Linked DNA regions of Gossypium hirsutum: region 2 is linked to region 1. A link is a contact called in public Hi-C data. All regions are on one chromosome and are shown on one strand. Each heading gives the region's core, a stretch centred on a gene start, on an enhancer-like site or on the middle of the called end of the contact. The rest is flanking DNA. Distances are from core to core; before and after follow the strand shown. Region 1 holds the start of LOC107957100 (protein MAEA homolog). Region 2 holds the start of LOC107957156.

What was found. Hi-C and Micro-C count contacts between places; a contact is called where the count stands out from the background.
Region 2: a Hi-C map of leaf shows a contact between it and region 1, with 2.3 times the contacts expected there. The contact joins the promoter of LOC107957156 here to the promoter of LOC107957100 in region 1. A contact is called at or near these places in 4 of 34 Hi-C or Micro-C datasets (all in leaf).

The regions. Positions count from the first base shown.
Region 1 is chrA05:86,066,628-86,074,547 of Gossypium_hirsutum_v2.1, forward strand. It overlaps LOC107957100 (protein MAEA homolog), which reads right to left and starts at 3,000. Exons shown (of 7, transcript XM_016892522.2): 1 at 2,504-3,000; 2 at 1,579-1,773; 3 at 746-868; 4 at 263-448. The coding sequence starts at 2,842.
Region 2 is chrA05:86,704,690-86,712,609 of Gossypium_hirsutum_v2.1, forward strand. LOC107957156 reads left to right here and starts at 3,693. Exons shown (of 8, transcript XM_016892601.2): 1 at 3,693-4,381; 2 at 4,504-4,999; 3 at 5,618-5,735; 4 at 6,452-6,573; 5 at 7,223-7,308; 6 at 7,879-7,920. The coding sequence starts at 4,273.

The DNA of each region.
Region 1 (7,920 bases), core at 1,750-4,249:
AGAGGAACTAAATTGCTCCAAACCCTATAGTACATGGAATTTAGGGGTATTTACACATTTTCTTTTGCTCTGTATATTACTAATATGCCACATTTATAAGGTCATTGATGATGTAAATCAAGCAATTGATATGCTTGATTTTTGCTTCGATTACTTCCTGTTCTTTCATCTTTAGCATTGTAAACCAGTCATTCCACTGAGCATAACAAGCAAATAAACTAACTTGAACCAGTAGTCTATTTTAAAGAGGGATTAAATTCACCTTGTATTTTGCACATTCAGTGTGGCTTCTAACGGCCAAAGTTGCCATGACTCGTTGCAATTCTTTCAAATGAGTTGCTCCCCATGGGGAAAGGTACCTTCGAGCGTACGAAATAGCGCGCATGTAGTTCTCAGCTCGTACCAATTCAATGAATTCCTGAAGTCTCAACTGGAACTCGAATTTGCTCTTTCATAAAAGAAGAACAAAAATGATTGAATCTGAGATATAATACTAGATACAATCTGAAATCTCAGGTCGAAATGTTTAAGGGTGCCCACATTTTTTATAGCAAGTATTAAAAAAAAATCTATATTTAATGAATGCAGTTAAGAGAGAAATTTAACATAGCATAATGCTGATAATCCAAAATCACAGCTCAAGTATATTTAACTCTTAGAGAATCGTGGAGGTTAAAACATCAAGTGGAACAAAGAGAGGAAAACGATCATGATAACGAAGAAGACATAATGAATGAATGCATACCTTGGATTTCTTCAACCTTGATTTGTTATCTGCACACCAGGCAAGGGCAGGACCCACCTCTTGATTTCTAAGGCCATCAATAACCTTCTTAGCTTCTTGGAAAACATCAATATCGACAAGTTCCTGGCACAAAAACATTCAATTAAGTATAAGCATATTTGTAGGCAAATGGTGATGGAAAAGATAATTTTATTTATTTTATATAAAGACATGTTTAATTCAAAGAAAACAGCAGAATCTTGGTTAAACCAAGCTAGTTCTCTAGAGAGGTTGCATGTGATGTGAAACTTATGAACAGCCGTAACTTCTAAATGTATGCCAAAACAAGCATAAAGCCTCTATTGGACCTCCACAGTTATACGAGGAATTAATTGGAAAATGTTGTGAAGATACAGGCAAAGATGACAAGAATGTTTTCAGTGATGAGCATTTAAGGAAAAAAAACTGTCCAGCCAAAGCTAGATAACTGCTGAATGACAAAACATTCTAATTCAAAAGGTTAAAACATGTATTAATATAAAGAAAATACAATGCCATCCTGATTCAATGTAATTCTGCTTGTTAGTCCTATCTTATTCTCTGATTATAAAAAAAGGCAGAGCATACTTTTAGTGGCTAACTCCATAGAAAACTTATGAAATTAGAATTGAGAATTCGTGCATACATTTCACCATGTTATTATCGCATTCAAGGTATTTAATTTATATAAATTTGATACCTTAATAATATATATATAGGTTTGGAGACATGGTATATGTTGTGTTACTGTTATTTCTTCATGTCAGGTCTAACATTGTCATGTCTATATGAAATGAAGCAAGCATGTAAAGTACCTGTATGTTGCTGCTTTCTGCCAGCTTCATTGCAGAGTCATAGTATGACATACGCGACATATAGTCCACAAGGATCCGCTTCAATTGCACATTATTCCATTCAGAAAGGTTCTCAGCATCAGCTGAATCTAAGTGATCAAGACGAGCACGACACCTATGAGCTTGCAAGTTCTCTGCATGACTCCCCTCTTCCAACTGGATGATAAAGAACATATAGACTTTAGTAGATCACTATGCATTAACGACTTAAGAAGGGCTACTCAGTACTTTGGATAATAAATTACTAAAACACAAAATACAATCCAGTTGCTCAGATAAGAAGAAAAATAAATCTACCGTGACTACTAAATACAGCGACCAACTAATCTGCAAAGGTTATACTTGTTAAATTGAATAAAAATTATTGAATTACGTAAAATGCCGATTGATAAACAGATATATGTATGCGCGCGTATGTAAAGCAAAAAAGTGAACAATATTGGCAGGGGTTTCTACAGACCATTACTTAATTTAGGTTAGACAGTTTTGCAATTAAACATAATTTATCCCTTAATCCAGTAAGATAAGATTCAAAACTCTTCAACTTATTCGATATTTCAACTTTCCATACAAATTGACGAGTTTTAGATTTATTCTTGCTTTAATTCTACAAATTCATATTATCAAATTTAAGTGAAATTGTCAAAATTTCAACTTTCATACAAGTCCAGCTCTTTTACATCGAATTAATTATTCTCTTCATTTTCATAAAAATTCATTAATTTTAGATCATATAAAAACATAGCCATTTTTCACTCAAAATATCCAAAACTACTTTCTGCCTTTTAGACCTCCAAAAGTTAAAAGGAACATAATTTTGCTAATTCCAATACAGATCACATTAAATTAACTTAAAAAGAAAGAAAGAAAAAATCTCTTCTTTTACCTTGCGCTTGATGCCTTGCAAACGGGAAACAAGGGAAGTGAGACTCAAAATGGCATCGTCTTTGGATATTTCGTCGGAGTCAGCCACGTCAGTGACGCTTGAAATAACGGCAGAGACTTCTTTCTCGACTGTTCGGTGATTGGTTCGGATTGTTTTCTTGAAATGTTCAAAAGGAACACGCAAGAATTGGTGCTCTAATTTTAACGATTCCGTCAGATGGCTCAATTTCGAGGACGGCGTCGTGTTCGATGCGACGGTAATTGCGGTTGTCGCTGCTGCGGTTTCGGGGCTTGTTGCGGCATTCGAACCGCTACCGTTTGGAAGTGGATCGATTTCCATTCGAAGGGGAAAGAAACCGGTTTGAGTTCAAGGAAGAGTGGAGACGAGAAGAAAGGAATGATTAGTAGCTTTCTTACGGTGATGTGGTGAAACGACAGCGTCTTTTACGATAGAGCAACTGGATCTGATTGTGGACCGAGCTTTGCCAAAAATTTTCTATGGGATAATTACAAATTAGCGGTTAACATTTACAATTTTTGTAAATTTAATTTTCATTTTTTTATTGAGTTAAATTTATCAAAATATTAACTAAACCATTAATTTTTTAAGTATACGATGTTGACACATTATTATTTCTCTTATATGTCATATTAACAAATAATATAAAAATATTTAAAAATAAAAAATTTAAAAATTTAAGAAAATTGTATGAAGTACACGCGGATTGCATTATAGGCTACCATGTTTAAAATTTTAATATTTTGGTCAGCATTTCTCTTAAAAAAACAACAATTTAGCTCTTTCGAAAAGACTGATAGCTTTTAAAAAAAATTGATAGTTAAATTCAACCATTTTTAAAAATATTGAAGGTTAAATTTAGCTTAAAAAAGAACAAGGGCCAAATAGATAAAATTTGTAAACATTAAGAGCTCATTTTGTCATTGTGCCTTTTTTCTACTAGTCTAATTACAAATTGAGGAAGTTATTAATCAACAAAGTTTGAACCTTAGTCATCGAGTGCCAACAAGAAGCCTTAATCCCTTCAACCAATGGTAAGTTTGGTCCCCTTCAACAAAATATTACGTTTCGTAATAAGGTTACAAAAATGCAAGGTTACGAGTGGAATGTAAAATTAATTTACTTCGATTCATTTAGCTAGAATATAAGATCCAAATGTTTGGTTGATAAAATGTAATATTGTTATTATTATATAATTTTGTCTTTTACAATTTCATTTCTTTAACATTTTTTAGTCTCAAAATTTTCATAGAAGTATAATAATTTAATAAATTCATTGTTATTGCACCTTAACTTTATCATATGAATTTAATTAAAAACTATTGAACTTTAAAATTATGACAAAATCGCGCTTCAGCGTACATGTATTCAACAGAGAAAATTATAAAGATATATAACATGTGCAGTGTATTGCTGGTATAACAAGTCTACTTGCAATATTTATATAAAAAAATACAATGAAACACCTTATAGAGTATCCCAATGATCGAATCCATAAGAGATCGATAAAAAAATTGAATTCACGTCAATAAGAATGCAAGCTAGAAAGTCTAAATAGTTAGTACTAAACAACCTATAGTACAACAAAAAATAAATAGAATGTTTGAGGCTAAACTAATATCTAAGGACCTAATTGTAAAGATATCCAAATTTGTAAAAGAGATAATCAAGACAAAATGGTAGCTGGTTAATTTCCATGTTCATAATTAACTCTTAGATTAGGAAATTTAGTAGAATAATTTTCTAATCGAATTAGTTAATATCTCTCAATCTATAATTTACCCAATTTACATTTTAGTTCGATTTATCTCTTGATCTAACTTAAACTAAATAGGGACAATTGAATTCTTACACAATAAGATTTCCTCTCAATCTCCCTTATCAATATTTTCACCTAGAGTCGTTAATTTTGAGTTTTGGTTTTTATTCAGTTTAGTCTAATTATTCAATTTAGTCCATAAACCTTAAGATAATTATTCAACATTTCAATTAACCAACTACCTAAGAAAATTAGTTCATGATTATCTTAATAAACCCAAACCCTATCATTTTCATGTTCATTTAAGCAATTAAATAAAACGAAAATTAAGAAGGTTTAGAAATTTCTTGAATTTGGATTTGATGAAGCTCTGATTTGATGATTTTGATGGAGTGAGAACATAAGATTCCTCGTTTTGATTGTTTGATTGCAAACTTTGAATAAGGAAATCACTAAAATCTATTAATATTTAAAGTGCAGAATCAATGGAACAAGAAGAGAAAATTGCAAAAGAAATTTAAGGAAAATTGCAGCAACCTAAAACTACAAATTAACCTAAAAACTAAAACTAAAGAGATCCCATAAAAGTTATTATTGTAGCAACCCATTTTTGGATCAAATTAGAATAGTGGTTTCAGGACCATAAATTTGAAGTAGAAATATTTGTTTTACTATTTCTTTAAGGTTTACAGCATGATAGAATAATTGTATGAAAATTTCGTTAAGAAATTTTATCGATTGAGTACTCAATTTGACTAGAAGGACTAAATTGCAATAGGTGCAAAATTTGAGTTCTATAGGCTAAAGGTAGTAAATTGTTATGAAATTCTAAATTAGAGGTCCTTAAATGGTAATTAGACCATTATACTTTAGGATCGACAAAAATGGACATGGAATAAGTAAAATTTCAAAGTTTAAGTGAGGGGTAAATGGGTAATTTGATAAATAAAGCTAAAATAACTAAATAAAGGATTTCATCTTCTTCAATTTCATCCTCATAGCCAAAAATTAGAATATGAGACCTAGCTAGGGTTTGGCCAAGCTTTCAAGCTCGATTGTAAGTCCGTTCTTGTCCCATTTTTAATGATTTTTATATTTTTGAGATCATTGTAACTTGATTCAGCTATTTCAAGGACAAATTGAAAGAAAGTTAAAGTCTAAAATCTTACCCATGTTGGATGTGCATGTATTTTGATGTTTGATTGTAGAAAATGCATGTTCATTGTTAGTTAAACTGTAATAGTCTGGTTTAGACCCTAGTTGGAACAGTGGTTTCGGAACCACAAATCCGAGGTCAAAAAATATTACTTTATGTGTTTACAGTATGTGATTTTATATGTGTGAAATTTTCTGGTGCTAATTTTAACGTTTGTGTGTTCGATTTGATAAAAATGACTTAATCGCGTAAATTGTAAAAATGGCATTCCATATGTTAAAAGTGCTTAAGTGTTATGGATTTTATAATCAAAGGTCCTTATGATGATATTAGACCATTTGAATGATGGATGGACATAAATGGGCTTGTATTAAGTGATTTTTATATGGTTTAATAAAGGGGTAAAATTGGTATTTGATTATTAATGTTATATTAAATAAAACAAAGTCATTATATGCTTTAATTATCATCACTATCACTAAAAATCATAAGAAAAGAAAAGATAAAAGTTCATTTAGGGTTCGACTATGGTTGAGCTTGATTGAGGAATGTCTTTTGCTTGGTTTTTGATGATTTCTATGTTTTTGTGATCGTTGCTTTGAGTACTAGCTAGCCCATGCCTCAATTTTTGAATTGGTTGATGAAATTGTGAGTTTCCATTGATGAATGCTTGAGTTTTGTGATAGATGATGATGAATTATGAAAGCTTGGTGCTTGATATACATGTTTTGTAAAGTGATTTTGAGTAAAAATGCATATTGGGGATTAAATTGAGAAAAGTGTAAACTAATGGGTTAAATTGTGAAATAAATGAAATTTTTGGGCTACTAGGGGTCCCTAGGAAATTCGGCTAGGCTTGGGTGTAAATAAATTTTGTGTAATTTGTATTTTTTGTGAAATAGGGACTAAATTGAATAAATGTGTAACTTTAGAGGGCTAATCTGCAAAATGCCCATTTATGTGTTTGCCAATTAAATTGAATGAATTGGTGATTAAATGGGTAAATTTTGAATACATATAGATCAAGAAAGAAAGAACTCGGATTTAGATCGAGGTAAATCGAAGGTTATCGAGTAATTGATCTAATTAGTCCATTCTGAGTACAAGGTAAGTTCGTACGTGATAAATTTGGTTATAATTATGTTTTTAATGCTTCAATAATGCATAAATTGTATATTTGTGACTACGACTGTGTACGATGACAAGTCTACTATGTTTGGCAATTAGTGTACGTTTCAAGATAGCTTCGGCTATATACAGCACTTAGTGTGCGAATTGAAATAGTTTCGGTTTTATATGGCACTAAGTGTGTAATGCTGAGATAACTTCGGTTCAATATGATGGCACTAAGTGTGCGATATCGTTATTACTACGGCTAAACATTAATGCACTAAGTGTGCGAGTTCTTGAAGCATTGAAAGATTCTCGAACGATTTAACGTATTGAACAAAGAAGTGAGGATGAAATAAATGAATACGAGAAAGTACAGGTATGTAAGATACCTATGTGGTAGTTGATACTATGTGTAAGAAGCTTAATGAAATGGTATATACATGATAAATGGTTATGGGTTAGAATTGAATGATGATATGATAACTACTAAGTGTCTATTAGTTGATGATTTAGATAATATGAACTGTTGAGTATTTTTGGTACGAACTTACTAAGCTATGAAGCTTACCGTGTGTTATTTGTCTATGTTTTATAGATCATCGAAGCTAGCTTGGATTCGAGAATCGTCAGGAAACGTCATCACACTATCAATCATCTTGTTGGTACTTTTGAAGCTTGTATATATATGGTATATGGCATGTATAGGCTAGTGTTATTTTGGTATGTTTTGAGTCTTGATATTAGCCATGAGATTTGGCTTGTAAATGTAGTATGTATAACCATTTAAGTTGGCTTGAATTAAGTGTTTGGTAAGTGTTATATGTAATGCATATAATTCTTTATGAATTAGTTTAGTTTGAGGTGATGATACGATGAGTTTTGTGATATGAAGTAGATGATATTATAATAAATTAATGAATAGGGAATATATGCAAGTTGTGATGATTTTGGCATAATGATTTGGTATAATTTGAATATGGAAATGATTAGTTAAAATGGTTGATTATATATGGTATGTTATGTGTATGTTTTGGTGGGTTTTGGTTGCTTATAAATGACTTGAAATGGTACCAAATAGGTTGATTTATATGCATGATTGTAAGGTGGCAAATTGACTTTTCAAATAACCTATTTTTGTCCACACGGGCAGAGACACGGGCGTGTGTCTCGGCCGTGTGCGACACACGGCTATGTTACATGACCGTGTGTCCCCTAGGTTAGCCCTACGAATTTAAGTCAGTCTCGTACACGAGTTAAACACATGAGCGTGTCGTTGGCCATGTGACCCAAGTCAGTAAACCCTCCAGTTTTCACACGGACAAGGCACACGGGCGTGTCTCCGGCCGTGTGGTGCAAGTCATTATGTATGCC
Region 2 (7,920 bases), core at 2,443-4,942, 640 kb after region 1:
TCAAAAATGTTTCGGAACTGAGTGCTCCAAAGAAGCCGAAGAGTCAGGGCAGTCCTTTGCATTATCAATGGTAGTTTATTCAAACTCTTGGCATGAAAGTGTTTTAGTATATTCCTTCAATGAAAGTTTTACTTAATTTTAAAATTTTATTAAAAGGAATGTACTACAAACTTTCATGCCAAGAGTTTGAATAAACTAAGTAAAATTTCTTTAAAAAGGGTTATTTGTTTACGGTAACGAGGCTAAATTTGGCAGTAAAGAAAGGTGGTAGGACCTACTACGTCCTTTTTTAAGAAAAAGGGTACCAGAATTTATAACCAATGTGAAGTTGTCTTGATTTCCTTTAAAAAAAATGAAAATTTTGATAAATAATAAAATAAAATCTAGTTAGGAATATTTTTTGGATTAGGCCTTGAGTGATTTGGGTTGAAAAGTTTCCTGTTGAAGCGCTAGTTTTAATCCCCGCTTCCGCTGGGGTTTCTAATTTTCCCTATAAAATTTTAGTTAATTAAGGTAAAAATTAATTGTAAATTAAAATTTATTATTATAAAAATTAAATATATTATAATTTTTTAATCAGGTATAATAAGCTAATGCGAGGGTTAGTTTGTAGATCAATCACTTTAAATAAATTATTTAAATATTAAAAATTTCCTAACATGTAGAATAAATTACTTTTTTTAAATTTATTAATAAACATGACATATGTGTTGAGTTAGAAGAATAATTAAAACTGCAATGAACATATTAAAAATAATATATAAAATAAATCTTAGCCTACAAAACAGTAAATTTTATTTTAAATATAAAAATATTAATACAAAATTTAACACATTTTTCTCTATTCTTTATTTTTTTCTCCCATTTTCTTTTTATTTTTTTACTGAATAATAATTTATAGTATGTTAAACAAATTAAAAATAGCCCAATTGTTTTTTTCTCTTTTAATTAAGTTCTTTTTTTTCCTTTCCATTTCTTTTCTTTGAACCCCAAAGAAAGGTAGAAAAAAAAGTGAGGTGTTCATTGGCCTAGTTTGGATTGAATTTATGCAAGATACTAATATATTTTATGTTGCTTAAGTCTAGCTGATTTGAAATATGAATGTAAAATTCTGTTTAAACTCGTTCATATTTACAAAAGGTCAAACCAAATCTATTTTAAGATTGTCCATGTAATTTTTTAAAAATATTTATATTATTTTAATTGAATATATAATAATTTTTTTATAATGTTATACTAATATTATTTTAATGTTTGCATTAGAGTGATATTATATATTCAGTATAAATTTATTTTTTGTGTTATAAATTATATAATATATAAAATTAACATAATATAAAATATTATAAACTTAAAAATAGATTGAGTTGAACTTGGGCCTTGAATATTTAAGTTAAAAGGTGACTTATATTTTAAACGAGTTTAATTTTTTTTGTTTAAATCTATTTTTTAGGTTTAATATTTTTATTTAAACCTTATTAAATTTTAGATGAACCTTTAACTTTAGAATAATAACCATTCAAAAAACTAAACAAATCAGGAGCATTTTTTGGAATGATAATTGTTAAGAATGTATAATATTTTAAATTAAAATAATTCTAATCATTATTTTAATTTATTAATAATTTTAATTATCAATTGAGAATATATGTAACTTTTAACGTTGCGTTTTGTTTTTCTAAGAGAAGCATTCAAAAAATAACTTTTAGAAAATGGATTGTTTTGAAAAGTCATCATTTTTAGTATTCAGATAATTTTGTGAAAAATATTTTTCATTGTTAAATAAATTTTCTTAAAAATTATTTTCTAAAAATTATTCTTAGTGAAATAAACACAACATAAATATATTTGTTACAAAATATTATAGTAACATTATCATATATAAACTTAATAATAAAATTGTAAATTAAATTTTAATTTATTATGAGTGGAAAATGACGCATTAGAATTGGTAGGAATAAATAAAGTGAAGAATGGTTTAAACAAATACTCATATTTGATTTAATTAAATTAATCATATTTTATATCATAAAACATCTATTATTAAATATTTGTAGATTGTAATTTATATTTATTATTAAAATATTAATATAAATATTTTTCGATAATATATTAAGAATATTACTTAAAATTTAACATTATTATTTTCAAAATTTTAATTATTAAAATAAAATTATAAAATTAAATAATTTATTAGAATAATTATTTATTATATTATAAACAATTAAGTATGTATGTTTAATCATATTAAAAATTATAATATTTTATATCAACATTTAATATTTTTAAATATGTTTAAAAATTAAAATTAAAATATTAATATAATAATATTAGACTTGATTCAATTTAATTTTTATATAAAAATAAAATTACTCACAAAAGAACTCTTTAGAAAGTGACTTACCAGTTTCAAAAGGATAAATCAATTACAAGAAAAGAGACTTATTTCCTGTAAATTATTTTCCATTGAACAAGTTATTTTTCCATGAAACAATCATAGGGAAATGCATAAAACATTTTCCGTGAAACTAAGACACCCTAAGAGTAGATTTGGGTACCACAAATTAATTAGATGAAAGTGTAATTATTTGGGCATTAATTATATTCACTTGTAATTATGAGGAATTATAAATTCCCACATGGTATAACATTGTGATTCATTAGATTATGTTTGGTAATGTAAATTATAATCACATAGTTACAATTTTTTTTAAATGTTAATTATTATAAAAATGTTATCAATAATACTTGAGAATTTTTTTTAAACAAGAAGTAAAAATTAAAATCAAATAATCATATGTTAATTTAAAAAAGGAGTCAGACAATATGATCATTGATAAAAGTAACAAGAGAAGCAAACATTATATGCAATTTTATATAATTACTTGAACATTCCATATTTGTTGGGTTATTCTCTTTCTAGCATTTAACATATACTTTTTATCATGATTTCTTGATCCTTGACTAATTTCTTAATTACCTGAATCAAAATTTGAACCTGTATCATTGAGACTATTGAGATTTTTTTCATGTACTCTTCAAGTATTGATAATCCCAATTTCCCTTATGAATGGATTTATGAAGTATGTAATAAGCTGGTGTCATATTACCATGTGTTGAGACCGAGGAAGGCAAATAGGAGTGCCAATGAGGTTAAAAAATGCCAACCAAGGCACTAGAAGAGTTCTCGAGATATCAAGGGTTTGGGCCTCTAATAAGGGTGGCTAAGCTTCTAGAGGTAGGAGAAGTCTTTAGAAGATTGGAAAAGCATTCAGAATGGTGGTGCAACTTAAGGAACCCTCTAGAACTGAGAAAACTCGTAAGCAGCAATGGATAAAGGAGAATTGGGTTGCTAGGGAGTTAAAACCAAGTTAGTAGGGCTAGGTGAGCAAGCACGCCAAAACTGCCTTGGGTATGCTAGAAGGGCATGGAGCGCAAGAGAAGCACTAGAATCGATTGGAACCTTCCAGTACTTACCAGAAGTGCCTAGAATGGGCTAGGGTGCATGAGAATGGCTTAAAATGGCCTTAAATCGCCTTAGAAGGCAAAAAAAAATGCCTTAGGGAGATATATTAGGCTATAATTGATCCTAGCCATCCATGTGGGACATTTCTAATAGTAGGATCAAGTTGGGGTTGCCTATAAATAGGGTGGCATCAGAGTTGTCCAAGGGTTGAGTTACTTACCCAAGTCAAAAGACATGCTCGAAATATGAGAAAGTTTGGACAAGTAAACAAAGCTTGAAAAATGAGCTTGGGTAAAAATGTCAGCCCGTTTTCTATTCGGGTTGAGCTTTGAATAGAATTTTTGAAACCCAAACCTAACTCGGTTATATATGCATATATTTTCATATTTTATAAATACAAATTTTTAGTATAGAAAATTAACCTCAAACCCAAATATCTTAAACCCAATATCCAAACCCATTCTTACACAAAAACCAAGCCCAAGCCCAAAGCCATAACAAAGCCTAAAATCTAGTTTCTACTTTCTTACCTATCAATCTAACCTGCCATCAAAGAACATGCAATTTTAAATTCTATCCTTCATCCTCTCTTTATTTTAATCCTTCAAAAACATCCTATTTCTCTCCATTTAAAAAAAGAAAATAACTTAAGAGCCTAATTAAAAAAATAAATTAGGCATTTGCCTATTTATTTGTATAATTGTATCATTTATGTTGCTCCATTTTATTTTTATTTCTCACTTGTTTACCTTTAGTTTTTTTAACCCGAGCCCAATCTACTAATACCACTTCAATTTATCTGTCCAATGCTGCCAGAGCAAAAGATGGACAGCATGAGATTTCTCTACAGCAAGGGCGTCCTTTCTTGCTCCTCCGATGCTCCTCCCATCACTACTTTCCTTGAATCCCTTCCAGGTACTAAAACCCAAACCCATTTCCATCTCTTTCCATTCTTTTTCAGTCAACAAAAAAAAAGAAGAAAAATCTTACTGAAAATTTGCAAAACACTTAATTAAATTAAGTTTTCCCACTCTCAGGATCTTACACAACAACTAGAACGCATGAAAATGGAACAACCCTTTTGTTTTGGGAGAGACATTTAAAAAGATTGTCGAATTCTACAAGAATTCTACTAAATTCAAACCCAGAACTCATATTCAAGACGAACAAGAAAAGCCCATTGTTATTTTCTCCTTTTCCTGTCACTGCATTGAAATGGGAGTCAAGGATTCGGTCATTGGTTAGTAATTCATTGAGTCAAGTTTTACCCATTGCTCTCAAGGAGAGGTCTAAAGGGGAGGAGTTGGCGGTTACTGCTCTTGTTTCTGGGGATATCGAGAAGCTGAAGGCAATGAAGAATGTTGGTGGTGGTGGTGATGATGATGATAAAGGAGTTTTTCAGGTTCTTGATCTTCATTTGCATATAGGGAGTTATATTCCTCCTGTGTTTGGGATAGAAGAAAGTGGAGCACATTTGGCTTTGGTGGGTCACGGAAGGGATCTTGCCGATGCTAAGTATTCAGATTGGGTAAGGTTAGAATTGCTTGTAATTCTTGTATTAGTATCCTGTCTTTATTTATTTATTTATTTATTGTCATAATCATATTTAAAATTTTTAATATTTCTATAAATTTCTTGGGAACATTTCACAATTAAATCATTTTGATACATTCATATATCCATATCTTTTTCATGTTACTTTTACATCTGCAATATGTTTTAGTTACATTTTTCATGTGTTGTTGGTGTATGATATTGCCAAGTTGCATTTGGAAGAAAATAAGTTGAGATTTTCATGAAAATGTGAAAATTTAAGATGCAGGTGGAAGAAAAACGTAAATTGACTTATTGAGGTTGTTTCGTCTTTCTTTTTGGTGGATAATTTATGTTAGTCGGACTTGGATGTGAGAGTCAATTACAAATATATGTCCAACATGGGTATGCACAATTTTTCCCAAAATTTCTATGTATATCGGATAGAAATATCAATGCCAGGGTATGCATTGGACATGGATATCGGATAGAAATATGAAGAGTTGGACCAAGATAATTATATATATATGCGTATATATGTGAACTTTTTGGTTTTCTTTATATCTTTTCGATATTTTGTGATGAACTTTCGATTTGACAACTTTACACTCTGCATAGGTTAAGGAAGCCATTGGAGAAATTGAGGCCTCCTTCAGTGACTGAGCTCTTGTTGTCTAACGATGGTGATCGAATACTTGAAGGCTGCATGACAAACTTCTTTGTCATATGCCAAAGGGTAAGTGTTCAAGAATTCAGAACCTACACTTGGAAGGGTTTATTAGGGTACTTTGACACTATTTTTCTTAAAATACTTGTATTCAACACTTGTATCCAAGACTTTCTCAACAATAAGTATGGGGGATATGATATGACCCTTGTATTTGGAAAATTTAGAAGAAAAAGAAATTTACACATATCAGTGCTGGACACTCATACAACTGCCAGAAACATAGAATTATGTGAATGACTTGTTTGCTCTAAGCATTATATTGGGAGTATATGTTTCATGCATCGAATGATTTTCTGGTTTTAGATGCCAACTTTAGGAGAAAGATTAAGATAGTAGTTTGAACTATGTTATTCCAGTTTTTCATTTTTCTTGAAGTACTTTTGTTCGAGATTTGTGTCCAATGCATATTCAGATATGGGTATGTGGATATGATTATGTGGATATGATTTGGATTCATCAAATACATAGAAAAACATAGGAAAAAAAAACATATTTGATACACACTTGTATATGATACTCATACCCAGGTCTAAGAAACATAGGTCTAACAATCTAAGAGCCTGGCTGAATTGTAGAAAAATATGGATTTTCATGATATTTTACGACTATTTTATAGCGATTTTCATTCTGTGTTGTGTTGGTGTAGCTATGGGTGTTTATGTGCTTCCTTTGTTCTTCTCTTAATTTTATTATCTGTATTCTCCTATGGCATTTGCTTTTAGGATATGAGTGAAGCAGAGGGGAAATACCTGGATGGCTACAATAATGTGTATTCCGTTGAAGTACAGACGGCGCCTGTTTCCGATGGTGTTCTTCCCGGTGTTATTCGGGAACTGGTAATTGAGTAAGCTCTTCTCTCATATTCGAAATTCAATTTTCTTTTATTTGTTCTTTGTTATCTGAAAGGAATCATTCAACTAAAGTCTTTGCTTCATATAAAATTTAACTTATGTCAGTTGGATTTGGGTGTTTGTTAGATATAGGTGTGTCAGATGCGCTTATATTAATTTTTATTTTAGTTTTTTTCATGTATTTGAAGATCATATTCTCATATTTAATGTCCGAAAATGTGTCAAATGTACTATAAGAAAATGAAGAATCAAAGTTACATAGAATTTACTATGTTCATTCAGTATCATTTCTATTTTGTGTCAATGGCATGTTGACTTCGAAGCTGGTAAGCCCTCTACTAAATTACTCGTATCCAAACCTTGTAAAGATCTTAGATTCTTACATGATTGATTGCTGGTGCAGCGCTCTTGAGGTGGATCAGTGGTATAAGTGTAGGATACAAACATAAGTCTACTCAATTTTTTTCAAACATTTTCATGAATTTGAAAGATTCTTGGAAGGTCATATTTTCAGTCATGTCCAAATGTGTCAGACATGGATGGCAGATACGAGTAATTCAATCTACTAGAATTAAACAAATAATATGCATCTACTATGATCTTCTGTGCTAAATTGTGAACTGTCCAATCCGATCCGTGCAGAGTATGCCATAGCAAAGGCATCCCAGTTTGTGAAGTTGCACCATCATGGGAAAAACATCGACTTTGGGAAGAGGCATTTGTTACCAGTAAACTATTTTCTATTTTATAATTTTTTGGTTGGATTTGCCATCATTTTTCTGCATTGTACATGCAAATGCACGTAAGCAATAGGTAAAATTGTTTTAAAGTGACTGAGAAAACAGTGCTGTTCAAAAAATACTTGTGTTTTAAAATGACAGTGAAGAAACGAGCTATTTAGTACTTATCATGTTTTAGAAAATGTTGAATTTTTCTTCTTATGTTTCTTTAAGCATTTTTAAATGTTAAGGGTACTGCATTTAAAATTTACAAATTTGCTTCAAAATCAAATGTAAAAGGGCTAAATTGTTCACTTTTGAAGTAGAGGTACTAATGTTCTCTTCAGCCTATGGTACATGGACCTGCTAGGTAGTTTAATCTTTTTATTGAAGGTTTGGGAATTATACCTCCATAAATGTGTGTTGGATCCAGGTGTTGGACATGGATGCTTCATAGAAAATGAAAAGAAACAATTAGGATCTGATAATATGCTGAATTAAATCGCTAGGCTTTGATTTGTATTTAAGGCTGAAGATTTAAACAATAAAATCAATTGAAACAATACACTCTTTTTGCAGATAGCTTGAGAGTTCTACAGCACGTGGAGACTATTAAAGTTC